Regions from separate parts of the Pan troglodytes genome. Here region 2 is linked to region 1. A link is a contact called in public Hi-C data. All regions are on one chromosome and are shown on one strand. The core of a region is the stretch at or near the end of the contact, and the rest is flanking DNA. Distances in the headings are between cores, read along the strand shown. Region 1 overlaps NPAS3 (neuronal PAS domain protein 3). Region 2 overlaps NPAS3 (neuronal PAS domain protein 3).

Region 1 (6,020 bases), core at 2,022-4,521:
CCTAGAATTTTTCTGTTGATACGTATGGATGTGTGGATGTGTATGTCTGTTGATCAGTAATCTTCCTGCCACACAGCTTGTCGTTGATAATTACAATTCTTGATTAGCCACTTCTTGAAAGCAGCAAATACCCTGCCTGGTTTGGCACCCTGAAGCTCCAGTCCCCACTGCCTCTGACACCCTCAGTTCACCATATTCAACCCCTTTTACCTCCTTCTTTCATCCACAACATTAATTCTGAGTGAACAAGACGTGCTTCCTTGCTTTTGACAAGATTTGCTGCAGTCTCATGCGACAAAAACCCAACACTCATTCCAGATTCAGAAAGTAGGATTTATAACAGCATTTTAATTTAATGTTGGATGTCGAACATATAAAGAGATCACAGTAGTACTAGAGCTGAAAATTGATGCCTTTTTTATTAGTGTCCTCTCAGAAGTGGGTGAGACGCTGTTTGTGCAATGGAGCACAGAGCAGCACAGTCAGATGAATGAGGATATGCTATCTGCAAGGAATCATATTTCAAGCCACTGTCGGCCTCTATTGATGTGCTCAGAGTTGAAAGGTTATGCTAGTAAATGCCATCCGAATTTCCAGCATTAGAAATCGGTAGAATAATCTGCTGGCTGTCACTTTATGCTTAGCCTGAATGCACTGCGTGGGGATGTTTTACTTATTTTAACTCCAAATTAATTTCTTATTACAGGTGCATTTCTTTCTCTCCTCATGCTTTCATCAGTGCCCAAATGGGACTGATTTTTAACAGGTCTTCAGAGTAGACCACTATCTGTGAAAGAAAATGAAAGAAATGTGCGTCATCGTACGTGAGAATCATGTTATTCTTATTTATTCCTTTGAACATATTTTTCCAGACAGTGAGGCTAAAACACAGGAAGTTTGTGCACAGCGAGCTGTTCTTGTTAGACTGAATCATAGAATCTCAGGATAATTCAAGATAAGCTTACCATTTTCAAATGTATGAATCGAAAACCTACATTGCTTCTTAATTTCTGGACTTAAAGTGAGCAAGACAAAAAAAGGAAGATGGAGTATTCTTCATTTTATAGTTGAGGGGATCTAAAGTCAGAAAAAAAAATACTTTGTAAGGAGCTAGTTCATTTTATTTGTGTGGATTAAACAGTATTTTCAGATTCATTTTGAAGTAGAGCACTGAGCAAAAGTAAGATTAAGAAAATTTAGTCATCATTCTAAGTCTGTAATTTATTCATTTTTAAATAATGAAACGGTGTTTTTCTGAATTAACCCATGTATTATTCATGCAGGCGTTGGCAATATAATGTCCCTGGTTTTCTGGAAAGCAATGTACATTTCTTTGCCTGACAAGCAGTATTTTCTATATGGTATTAATTTAATGGCTTATTTTATTATGCAAAGTTAGAAAGTAAAGATAATTTCTGTCCATAATGTGGTGCTTATATGGGCAATATATGCAAAATAATACCTCTACACTTAAGCCAGCTATCCTTTCTCAGTTAGCTTGGACCCTATAAGAATGATGAGTGAATGCAAACTGCTCATATGAAGAATAAGAAATAACTTGACCTTCTGGGAAGGAGGTCATAAAATCATTAAATTCATGTGAAATCCAAATTTCATTTCTACACACACACATTCAATCTATATTGGGTTTTAGCTCTTACATAAGAAGATATGGTTTTCATGACAGAAGTAACATGGCAACAATTTCAGTGATAATTTCAGTAGGACTGTAATAAGGAAATTGACTTTAGATTTTTGCATAAGTTCTAGAACTAGGCTGGTAACCTGAAAATTGATGTCAGTTTTAGACAACAAATGCCCTATGGCTTTTTATCTTTCATCCTCACTCCCTTCTTTGGAATGACAGTCCAAAGATATAATCTCTTTTTCTTAAAATCATCATTGTTAAAGAGACTGATAGCAGTTGAATTATTTAAAGTATCTTTTGATGCATTTTTGTGTGAATATGTGTTTATTCACATGCCTATATATGTTTATAAATGCATACAATTTGTTTCTTTCTGATATGGTTTTCGTGCCTACTGCATTTTTATCTACAGATATAAATAATTTCCAAAATGGCTCACTAAAGCAGCACACCAGGTTTTCCTTTGGGCGTCTCTTCCTCCTTTCAGGCTCCTACAGCTGCAAATTTACCACATTCAATAATAAGACAAAAACTTTCTCTGATGCTGTTAATTTTTAATGTCTGGCAGATTAAATCTATTACTTTCAATAACTATGCAAACTTTTTGAGAGCAAGAGAATGTATGCAGAAAGAAATTTTCCCTGGGAAGGAAAAAATATGGCCTAGATTGGATGTTTTCAAGGCAGTTCAAGGCCCTTGGCAGAGGTAACACAGATACCTGTGGGCCATGTGTGGGTTTTGGTGAACCTAGGAAGTATGTCAGTAATATGCATCTGGGTATCAGGTAAAGAATTACAGATGCTGTTTAGATTTTCATCTAGGTTTTGGAGAAGCAAGCTTTATATTAAGAAACCCCTTCCCTCTTGGCCTTCTCTCGCAAATAGAAACATTGTTTTAGGACCCCAGGTAATCCTGTTTAGCGCTGCTTTGCCATGGAAACAAAAAAAAAATTGGTTCTTCACTAGGAACGCGCTAAGGCTTTAAGGAACATGCAGATAGGGGATGGTTTCCTGAACCTCTGAGTTTTATTCTATAGCCTGGACCTTCACATTATTTGTTCCTACTGTACTTTCTTCAGTACTTCTTTCTGGCTAAAGTCCCTAATTGTTAAACTTGGTATTTCTTAGGAACTTAAAAAACGTTTGTACTAAACGTTCTTGTCCTTATAAACAGGGGAGACGCAGAAATATTTCCAGAAAATGTGAACGATAGTGCTAGCTCTATCTATGGTAAAGATCTGGCTCTTTACCATAAAATGTACAGGCTTGCCTTGCTTTAAGAAATGCTAAGGCTAAAAACCTGCCAGATGACTAAGTAAGAGATTATTTGTATTACAATACAGATGGGGTATTTGTGTTCCTTTAAGTGGTGAGTTCCTTTTTTGGGCTTTAAATGTCTATACAGAGATTGTTATCTAATCTACAAAATCAAAAGGGAGTGAAGGAAAGAGAGAGAGGCACAAAAATTAAAGTATTCAGAGGCATTCCATTTTAAGAACAATCAGAAATGAGGATGGAAAATGAGATTCTTTTGGCAGACAACTTTTTAAGATCCCTCCTAGTAAGCACAGATCTCCTTAGCGTTGGTTGCCAAGTGCAATGGGAATGTTGCTTGCAACTTGGTCGTCTGGAAGAGGAAAACATGATCCGACTGTTCAGTCTAGTTGTCCAGGGTCACTTCAGAGTGCTGTACAGCAGCAGTTTTGCATGCTTGTGATGTCCTGTGTACATATCTGTGTGAATTAGAAAAGTCTACACATCCCTGAGGACAGAAGATGCAAATTCAAGGAAAATAAGAGGTGAGACTAGGAACCAATTCCCTGAAATAATAATAAAAAACCCCATAGTTTTTCCGGTTCATTAATTAAAATTGACGTTGCCGGGTTTGCAAAGACCAAGAAAGGACCGTGCCATTCCACTACATTTCAAAACCTTTTCACTTGAGCAGACAAGTAAATCATGCAATTACTGGGACTCATTCAGCTCTTTAGTAAAAACACGGGCCTGCAACCTTGGCTGTAGCATACATGGAAATTAGAAGAGTTGAACTGAAGATATTTCTAAAATGTCACAACTGCTCTGTGACACTGGATGATATGTTTATCCTTTCATTATCACTTAGAACACCTGGGGCGGTGCTCAGGAAATCAGATAGTGCCTTTTAAAATAATTATAAAAGAAGCATAGATTAGCAAGCTGAACGGAAAACAGACAATCCTGAATCATGATGTTACTAATTTTGAGCTGTTTGGGGGCATCAGCTTCCAAGTCACAACAGTGTAATAACTGACTGCAACTGTCAGCAGTACTGAGGAGAGAGAGTGCCAAGTACGAGTATTTCTAAAAAGCAAATGTTTCCTGGAGATGAAATCCAAGCATTCATATTCTGTTTATAAAATTAAGACACTCCGTTGGTGGTGTTTCCTATTGTCAGTTTCTGGCTGGATCCTTTTGTCTGTTAGACACTGAGTCTTTGGAAAAGCAGGAGAAAGGGCTCTGGACTGGGATCCAGGAGACCTGGTTCTGGTCTTGCCGCTGCTGCTAGTCAGGCCAGTGACCTTGGAGCAGCTTGAATCTTCATTTTTCTTAAGTGTGAAACGAAAGGGCAATTTCTCAGGCTCCTTCTTCTTTAAAATGTGTGCTCTCTGCAGTTCATCCAACGCTGGACATTTTTTCGTAAGCGCTGGGGTAGGGCTGGGGGAGGGGAGCCTGGCGAAGTAGGCTATTTTATTTTTAACCTTCAAAGGAATTTAGTTGAGCAGATGCTACCCTGAACTAGTCAGAGTAGAAAAGAAATGATATGGCTTTTAAAGGGCACATCTAGCATATCTACTGGGGTAAAGTAATTCTGGCAATGCTTCAAAGGATATAACTTTTGATGGTAAAGTAGGTAGGCTATGGAATGAAATCACATATGGCAGGCTGTCAAAGTCTCCTACACTTTCAGTACACTTATATAAGTGCAAAAGGAGGCTGCTTAGATGGCGTCCCTAGCAATTTCCTGCTAAGACTGCTTTCAGATTATCTGATATTATTTGACTAAATTATCTCTGTAGAAGCTGAGGACAACTTTTATGATCAAATATTTTGAAATTAGTTTTCCTTGTTGGCAGATTATCTGAAATATGAATTGCTCTCGTTTGAGCACTCGAAATTGAAAGGCTTTTGGTAATAGCAATTATACAAAAACAAGGGTACTGAAGTGCTGTATATCATGCTGAAGGGGATATGTTTATAGGTCAGTGATGTCAATAACTTGAGCTCTCACAGATACCTCATCGCTACCCTTTTATTGTGGGCTAATGCAAAGGACAGACTGACTTTCTTTTTCACAAGGGTATTTCATTTTATAGAATAAATACTGATTTTATTGACTCTAGACACTTACACGTAGTCAATTCATATTTATTATATTTCCCAAACCTTTCATAGGGTGGCTGAGGGTCTAAAAAGTGGAAAATACACAGAAAATATATAAAATTCTAAACAATTCAGAGGTATTATTATTCTAATGATTTACTTGTGCATTCCTGGTGCCTTTTGTGTGAGGTATTTCAATCATTCTGTGAGCCTTATCTCTTCATATTTATAGCCTCCTAATTAACAATAATTACTTTTTTTTTTTAATTTAAAAGGCTTTAGAACAAGAAAGAAAGGAAAGGATGCTTGGAAGAAGCCCAAGCAGGTGACTTGAAGAACAAGTGCCCTAACTAACATTTATTAAGCTATTACTCTGTGCCAGGCACTGTTCTAAGTACTTTAAATACATTAAGGTTTGTAATCCTAAAGATTGTTAGGTACAATGACAGTCTCCATTTTCTAGGTAAGAAAACTGAGGCAAAGAGGTTAAATAGCTTGCCCAAGATCATACAACAAGAAAGTGGCAGAACTAGCGTTTAAACCCAGCCCACTTGACTCCAAAGCACTCATTGTTAACCAGGAACGCTAGTTACCTCTGGACGGTTTACGTAACTGGCATGTCAAATTATTCGTTTTATGTGTTAAGAGAAACTGAGACATGGTACAATTAAGCATCCTGCTCAGAGCCATAAAATAGTTATTCTTGGCCAGGCGCAGTGGCACACGCCTGTAATCCCTGCACTTTGGGAGGCCGAGGCGGGCGGATCATGAGGTCAAGAGATCGAGACCAGCCTGGCCAACATGGTGAAACCCTGTCTCTACTAAAAATACAAAAATTAGCCAGGTGTGGTGGCGGGTGCCTGTAGTCCCAGCTACTCGGGAGTCTGAGGCAGGAGAATCGCTTAACCCCGGGAAGCGGAGGTTGCAGTGAGCCGAGATCACGCCACTGCACTCCAGCCTGGAGACAGAGTGAGACTCCTTCTCAAAAAAAAAAAAAAAGTTAATTCTCACAA
Region 2 (6,020 bases), core at 1,315-3,814, 220 kb after region 1:
AATATTCTCTCCTTTCTCACTGCTTAAACCTAAAACTTGACAATAAAAAACAACAGCCACTGGATTGAAGAGAATCAAAAAAGTTTTTTCTGTGTTTTTCAAGTTCTCTAATTTATTACACACTAAAAATCTCTTTCAAACTGGCACCAAGGTGGCTTTTCTTCTTGAGCTGATTAGGACCACATGAGTTCAGGAAAAGCTGTCAGATCCTGCCTCTGGCGCAGCTGGAATGATCCAACTGATTTGCCAGTAGGACTTTTTTTTTTTTTTTTTTTTTCAAGGAAAGAAGCTTCATCCCAAAGTCATAAATTTATATTCTGGAGGCCCAAGCAAAAGGTATTTCTTTTTCATTTTTTAAAGAAGCTAAATTCCATTATGATTTCTTTTTTCGAGCCAGAGTCTCGCTTTGTCACCCAGGCTGGAGTTCAGTGGTGCAATCTCAGCTCACCGCAACCTCCGCCTCCTAGGCTCAAGCGATTTTTGTGCCTCAGCCTCCCTCACAGCTGGGATTACGAGTGCACACCACCACACCTGGCTCATTTTTGGATTTTTAGTAGAGGCAGGGTCTCACCATGTGGGCCAGGCTAGTCTCGAACTCCCGGCCTCAAGTGATCCATCCACCTTGGCCTCCCAAACATTATGATTTCTTTTACAAGATCTGTTGCAAACCAAAAGCAACTCGGGTGATATTTTGGTAAACATGTTGTCCTAACTCTGCACCGTATCTGTAGTTATCCAGATTCCCACTGGCGCTTGGGGGTCTCATTCAGAAAACACCAATCCCTAGGAAAGACCAAGTGAGATTGCCTACCCTTTAGGAATTCTGCCTGTCAGACTGGCCCAGGGTAAAACCACAGGTCAGTCAAACTCGTCCTCTTCAGCCGCCCACGGTGGGCTCCCGAACCTGCTTTGTGGTATTCACCACAGGAAGTCAAGGGCTATCACGTGGCTCCCCGACTCCCCAAGGAAGCCTTGAGCCATTCCCTTCCCCTTCAGTCTTTTTACAGATACCTCCTCACATCAGAAGTCACCCGTCCTGCCTCTCTCATATTTAGCTCTCCTCTCTTGCTAGCTGACCCTTGGCCTGGGTGATAAAGAAAGCTGTATTATTATATTCATGGGCCCTAACAAATGAGTGCTGGATTTATCTTCTCAGGAAACACAGATCCATTTAGGTAGACCCAGAGTCATCCTACTGTAATTCAAAAAGATGACACCATACGGTCCCTTAGCAAAGAAGCCTTTCAGCCCCCTTCGCTACACATACGTGCAGACCACTGGGGAGGCCAAACGTTTGGCTGGATATCCATTTCCAAATTGGGATTTTATTAAGAGAAAGTATTATCAGGAAGGAGGGGGTGATCTTTACATTGATTCTGCAGATTCTAATTTGATATTATAACTCCTTTATCCCTTTGCCCCTTTTGTATACTTTGTAAAATGGAGATAATTCTTTTTAAAATTTTGCCTGCTTTTGGTCAAATTCTAGTCTAGAACTCCCAGGCAGGCTGTGCTGATCTGGCCTGCCATCTCAATGTATTCTCCATGTGATTCTAAAAAAGGGGCTTCTTAGTCTCTTTGCCTTTGTTAAACATACTAGAACCATTTGGAATTATTCCTCATTCCAGACACAAAGCAGACAGAATTATACCCCCAACCACTGATTGGGGTGCTGTAAGTTTTCTCTGTGAAAATAGTGGACAGAATTATATAACCCATCGTTCCTCTATTAATAGTTAACCAGGTTGAGAGGATTTGAATAAAAGCACATCTTGTTGCATGCAACAATGGTTTGACAGAAGAGCTGTATGGCAGAGTTAGTATTTTACTGCTTTCAGCTTCACCACGCAGTTTTGTAGCCTGGGAAGCCATGCATGCAGAATGGCAGAACTTACAATTGCCTACAAAAGGAGAGTACAATGCAACCTGTGGAGCCACGCCACCAAGAGAAGGTGACAGTTCCGGGCCTTCAAAACACCCTAAACTGGTGAGGAGTTTCAGAATGAAACTTGTTATGATTTGAAACACTCATCAAAGTGAGGCTTTTTCAAGTAACAGTTAAGACATAATTACCAAATTTTACAACGGTCCCGTTAGTGTGCTGTGAGAAAAAAAAAGGAGAATGGAAGAAAACCTTCAAAGTTTATATGTTTATGGATGTAATAGTTGGATGTGGCACTTTCAGAGCCAGGAAGAGTGGCTCAGGACAAGATGAGAAGAGCTTCCACAGCCTTAAACACAGCTCTTTTCCAAAGTGACTTCCCTTCACACCCATCCACCCGCCTCCAAAAAAAAAAAAAAAAAAAAATCTAAATGTACTTCATGAAACTATTGTATATGAAGCACTTATTAGCCGTAATTAAATGGACAATATGAATTTACTACGTCTTTAGGACTCTGGCTTGTTCTGGTTTAGAGCAAGATGATTAATGCAAATACATATTACTTGAGATAACCATTTAGCAGCTAATTTAGCCAAATTTATTACAGCAGTTAGAGGTTTTTCATTTTAGCAGACGGAGACAAGGACATGCCAAAAGTGGGCGACGTAGATGAGTGCACACTGCCCTCTAGTGGCCAGCCAGCCGGTGAGCTTTCGCGGGGCGCCGAGTTGCTGCGATCCGCAGCCAAGTAATAACAGCAGGTTTTCCACATTTCCGGCACCCTTTTAAACCATTCCCATCCACAGCACTTTATTTCAGGGGATGATTTACTGTGCTTTCCCCTTTTACTAGCTCAGGAGTACCCAGATACAAATCAAATCAATTTCAGCTTGGCGAGATTTTGGTTCAAGTATCATTTTTAACATCTGCATTTTAAAGCTCTCTTTCAGTGGGTATTTAATGGCACCGCTTCACATTACTGATTGTTTTTACTTGTTCCTTCATTTGGGGCCATATTTCAGAGTCTGTGTGGAGCTGTCACTCTGTTTGGCTCCAGCCAAGTCAATTCTGTGCCTCCCTCAGGCCAGTGTTTCTCTCTGACTCCACTGGGGAATTTATTTTGTTCCAACATTCAGCGAAGTCTCACCAGAATCTCCCCCGACTGACCAGTGTAAATTTAGTTCATCCGAGGACTATAAATTCTGTTAGACAAGATCAAAAGGAACAGACATTTAAGGACGCGGGTTGAGATTGCTCACACGGAGGAGAAATGATCAAAGACGAGGGGTAAAGCATCTTTGGAACCATTCAAATATCCAGAATCTCAAAGAGGCCTACCTCAAAGCTATGAATAAATCACATACAAATTTGCCTTTCTTACCATCTGATGTCAAATCCATTGACAATATCCACACCGCATTAGGTGTTCTGTGAGCCAAAAAGATTTGTAGTCCTTTTATTCTTTTCACACCATGGCTGCCCAAAACGGAATAACGTCTTGCTACAAATGCCAGTAACCCTGGCTCCAGAGCTGCCGCTCCACTGAATTGATTTCATTTGTCCTACTAATGGCATTCTATATTAAGCATCCAGAGGGTCACCCTGGCTTGCTGTAGGTCCTCCCATTTTTAGGCTTAAGGTTTTGCAGAGATAAAAAAAAAAAATTATTTGATCCCAGTCTTAATACAATGCCTCTGTTTTGTTTTTTTTCCCCAGTGCTGAATAAGGGTCAGTGTGTGACAAAGTACTATCGCTGGATGCAGAAGAACGGAGGATATATTTGGATACAGTCCAGTGCCACCATAGCTATTAATGCCAAGAACGCAAATGAAAAGAATATCATCTGGGTGAATTACCTTCTTAGGTATATTTTCTACTTCTTTTCTATTTCTGTCCTAGTTATAAAATATGCAGCACTATGGTTAATAGCCGACATGTTGTGAATATTATCTTTTGACAGTACCTGGTGTGGAATTTCATGGCAATTCTGCTGTTCTTTCCACAAGATTCAAATAAATGTGAGAAGATCAAACTATGTTGGAAGGGACTTGCAGGAAAGATTTCAAGATTTCCAATCATTCTTGGTCTGTCAACATTTGGGCATCTCTGCAGAAGTTGCTTTGGTTTTCCCACAAATGCTTAGGCCAGAATAATATAGACTTCAGCCTACAGCTGAAGCATTCAAAAGGCATCTCCTCTTCCCCAGCACACACACTCACACACTCCAGTTCTTGTGGAAATGAAGTAAAACAGAGTGGGAGAAAAGCGACAGGGAACATTATATTCCTCTTATATTTCTTCCCTTTGATGCCCTTAGCATATTACATAGGGTTTGACTTCCTGGGCATTAAAGTTTTGGTAAACAAGGTGAGTTGCTTTGCTGGAATCAAACAATAGCGGTGTATTGTTTGAAGGCAATTTTTTTTTTTTTTTTTTTTTTTTTGGCCCACTGCTTTGTGATCTTTGGCAAGCTTTACTGCTCTTAAAATGTGTCCTTAACAGTCTATCTTCAAGTAAGCCCAAGCTCAACTGCTTCCTAAATTCCGGTGTGAGACACCATTTCTCTCCCCTTCCCAGTCTACATTCTTCCTTTGGATTCAAACTAGCAGAAAAGTAACCAAGACCCACAGATTGGGCCATCTTGAGTTTGGGGGCAGGCTTTCTGGGAAGTTCTCCACCAATCCTGGTGTGAAACTATCACAGCACTTGGCCTGGCTCACTCCCACCCCCATCATTCTGGTCTTTGGCTTCTCCTGGCCTAAAGCCACCAAGCAGAGCCCACACATGGTCTGAGTAGGAAAATTTCCAATAGGTCTTGTGAATGGAAGTTGGTGCCCTTTGGCTGATAATTTAGACAGGGAGTACCTGAATCCCATTTTTCTTTGAGACAGCCAAATGGAGCTGGGAAGCTAACAACCATGGCTCATCAGCACACTGGCCCTTCAGAGTGTGTTCACATACTTTGGTGATGACTTGAAGGCATGAATGTGCTTGCTACCAACAGCATATCAATCAGACACTAATGATTATTGCTCTAGAGAGGGCCTTAATGTGCACCACTTAAAAGAGTCTTCATTTATCTACTTTCTATTTCCTTTTTTTGACCTCTTCTGCTCTACATTAATTCTCTCTAAAGGTAAAAGTATGTGTATTGAATGTGGCTTTCTCTAAGGCCTGATTTCCGTGCAAAGTCTCCCCCGTGTTTGTGATGTGTTCAAGATGAGTTCTGATATCAAGGAATCTTTGTACATAGAGTTTTATGGAATAATTACTATAGGGAATGCAGGTAGTTATAAAAACTCACATGCCAGACAGAAAATAGAATAAGGTCTTGTGGCACTGACATTCTTTTGCTAGGCAAAATGATATTGTGACAAGGAGACCCATCACCAGTAAGAATTAAACGCTGGAAACAGGCACCCTAGGGCTAGCAGTGTCTGGCTCCCATGTTGATGAAACATAGGTACTGAAGTCATCTATGTGGTTGTTACTCCCATTCTGTGAGATTTCTTCCTATCTGGATCTTTCTTACTGCCTCATCAGCCTCTTGACTTCCTCCTCTGCCCACAAATGCAGGGAGTAAGAAGAGCTAAGCAATCAGTCTCTGAATACCATTGATCTAGCCTAGGATCCGATGGTACAAACTCATGAGCTTTGGTGATTCTATTCCATCAAATCCCATATGGATAGGAAGGAAGTTTAGGTATCAAAGACCAGTCTTCAACCTCAAAAGCTTCAATCTCAGGCATAGAAGACCTGTTTCAGCTGACCTAAAAACCCTCCCTGAAGTCAATGATAAAGGACTGTAAATTGTAGGGCAAGTGATCTGTGAGCCCCCAAAGAAGACTAAAGTAGATGGGCTTTAGCAGGGGAAACTCCACCAAGACAGCCATTTACTGGTATCACCTCTATAGGGTAAAGCTCTAGTAAGAAAATGATGTGGCCCTGGCAATATAGCAGCTACAGAAGTTTGGTTTTCTTTCCCACATTCTTGTCTATTATTCTTCCCTGAGCAATACTTTCACATCACTTCTTCCTTCCCAGAACCCTTGCACCCAGGCCCCAATCCAGGCTTGTCCTTCCCTGTTCTGAAACTACTGCTCCTCCAGTCTTCTTCCCATTCCCTCGTGATACTTA

What was found. A called contact is a pair of places that touch in the nucleus more often than the background predicts.
Region 2: a contact with region 1 is called in a Hi-C map of stem cell-derived neural progenitor cells, with 4 times the contacts expected there. The contact joins two enhancer-like sites. A contact is called at or near these places in 1 of 7 Hi-C or Micro-C datasets (stem cell-derived neural progenitor cells) and 1 of 1 other capture datasets (stem cell-derived neural stem cells).

Annotation. Positions count from the first base shown.
Region 1 is chr15:31,806,495-31,812,514 of NHGRI_mPanTro3-v2.0_pri, forward strand. All of the region lies in intron 5 of NPAS3 (neuronal PAS domain protein 3), which reads left to right. Among named protein-coding and RNA genes, the nearest start is that of EGLN3, 380 kb to the right of the region's middle. Within about 2 kb of position 3,272, at least 7 of the 24 cell types and tissues checked have an H3K27ac peak or open chromatin away from gene starts, as enhancers often do. A contact at or near this core is called in stem cell-derived neural progenitor cells, where this site is marked.
Region 2 is chr15:32,028,882-32,034,901 of NHGRI_mPanTro3-v2.0_pri, forward strand. It overlaps NPAS3 (neuronal PAS domain protein 3), which reads left to right. Exons shown (of 12, transcript XM_054666466.2): 10 at 3,600-3,747. Among named protein-coding and RNA genes, the nearest start is that of EGLN3, 160 kb to the right of the region's middle. Within about 2 kb of position 2,565, at least 6 of the 24 cell types and tissues checked have an H3K27ac peak or open chromatin away from gene starts, as enhancers often do. A contact at or near this core is called in stem cell-derived neural progenitor cells, where this site is marked.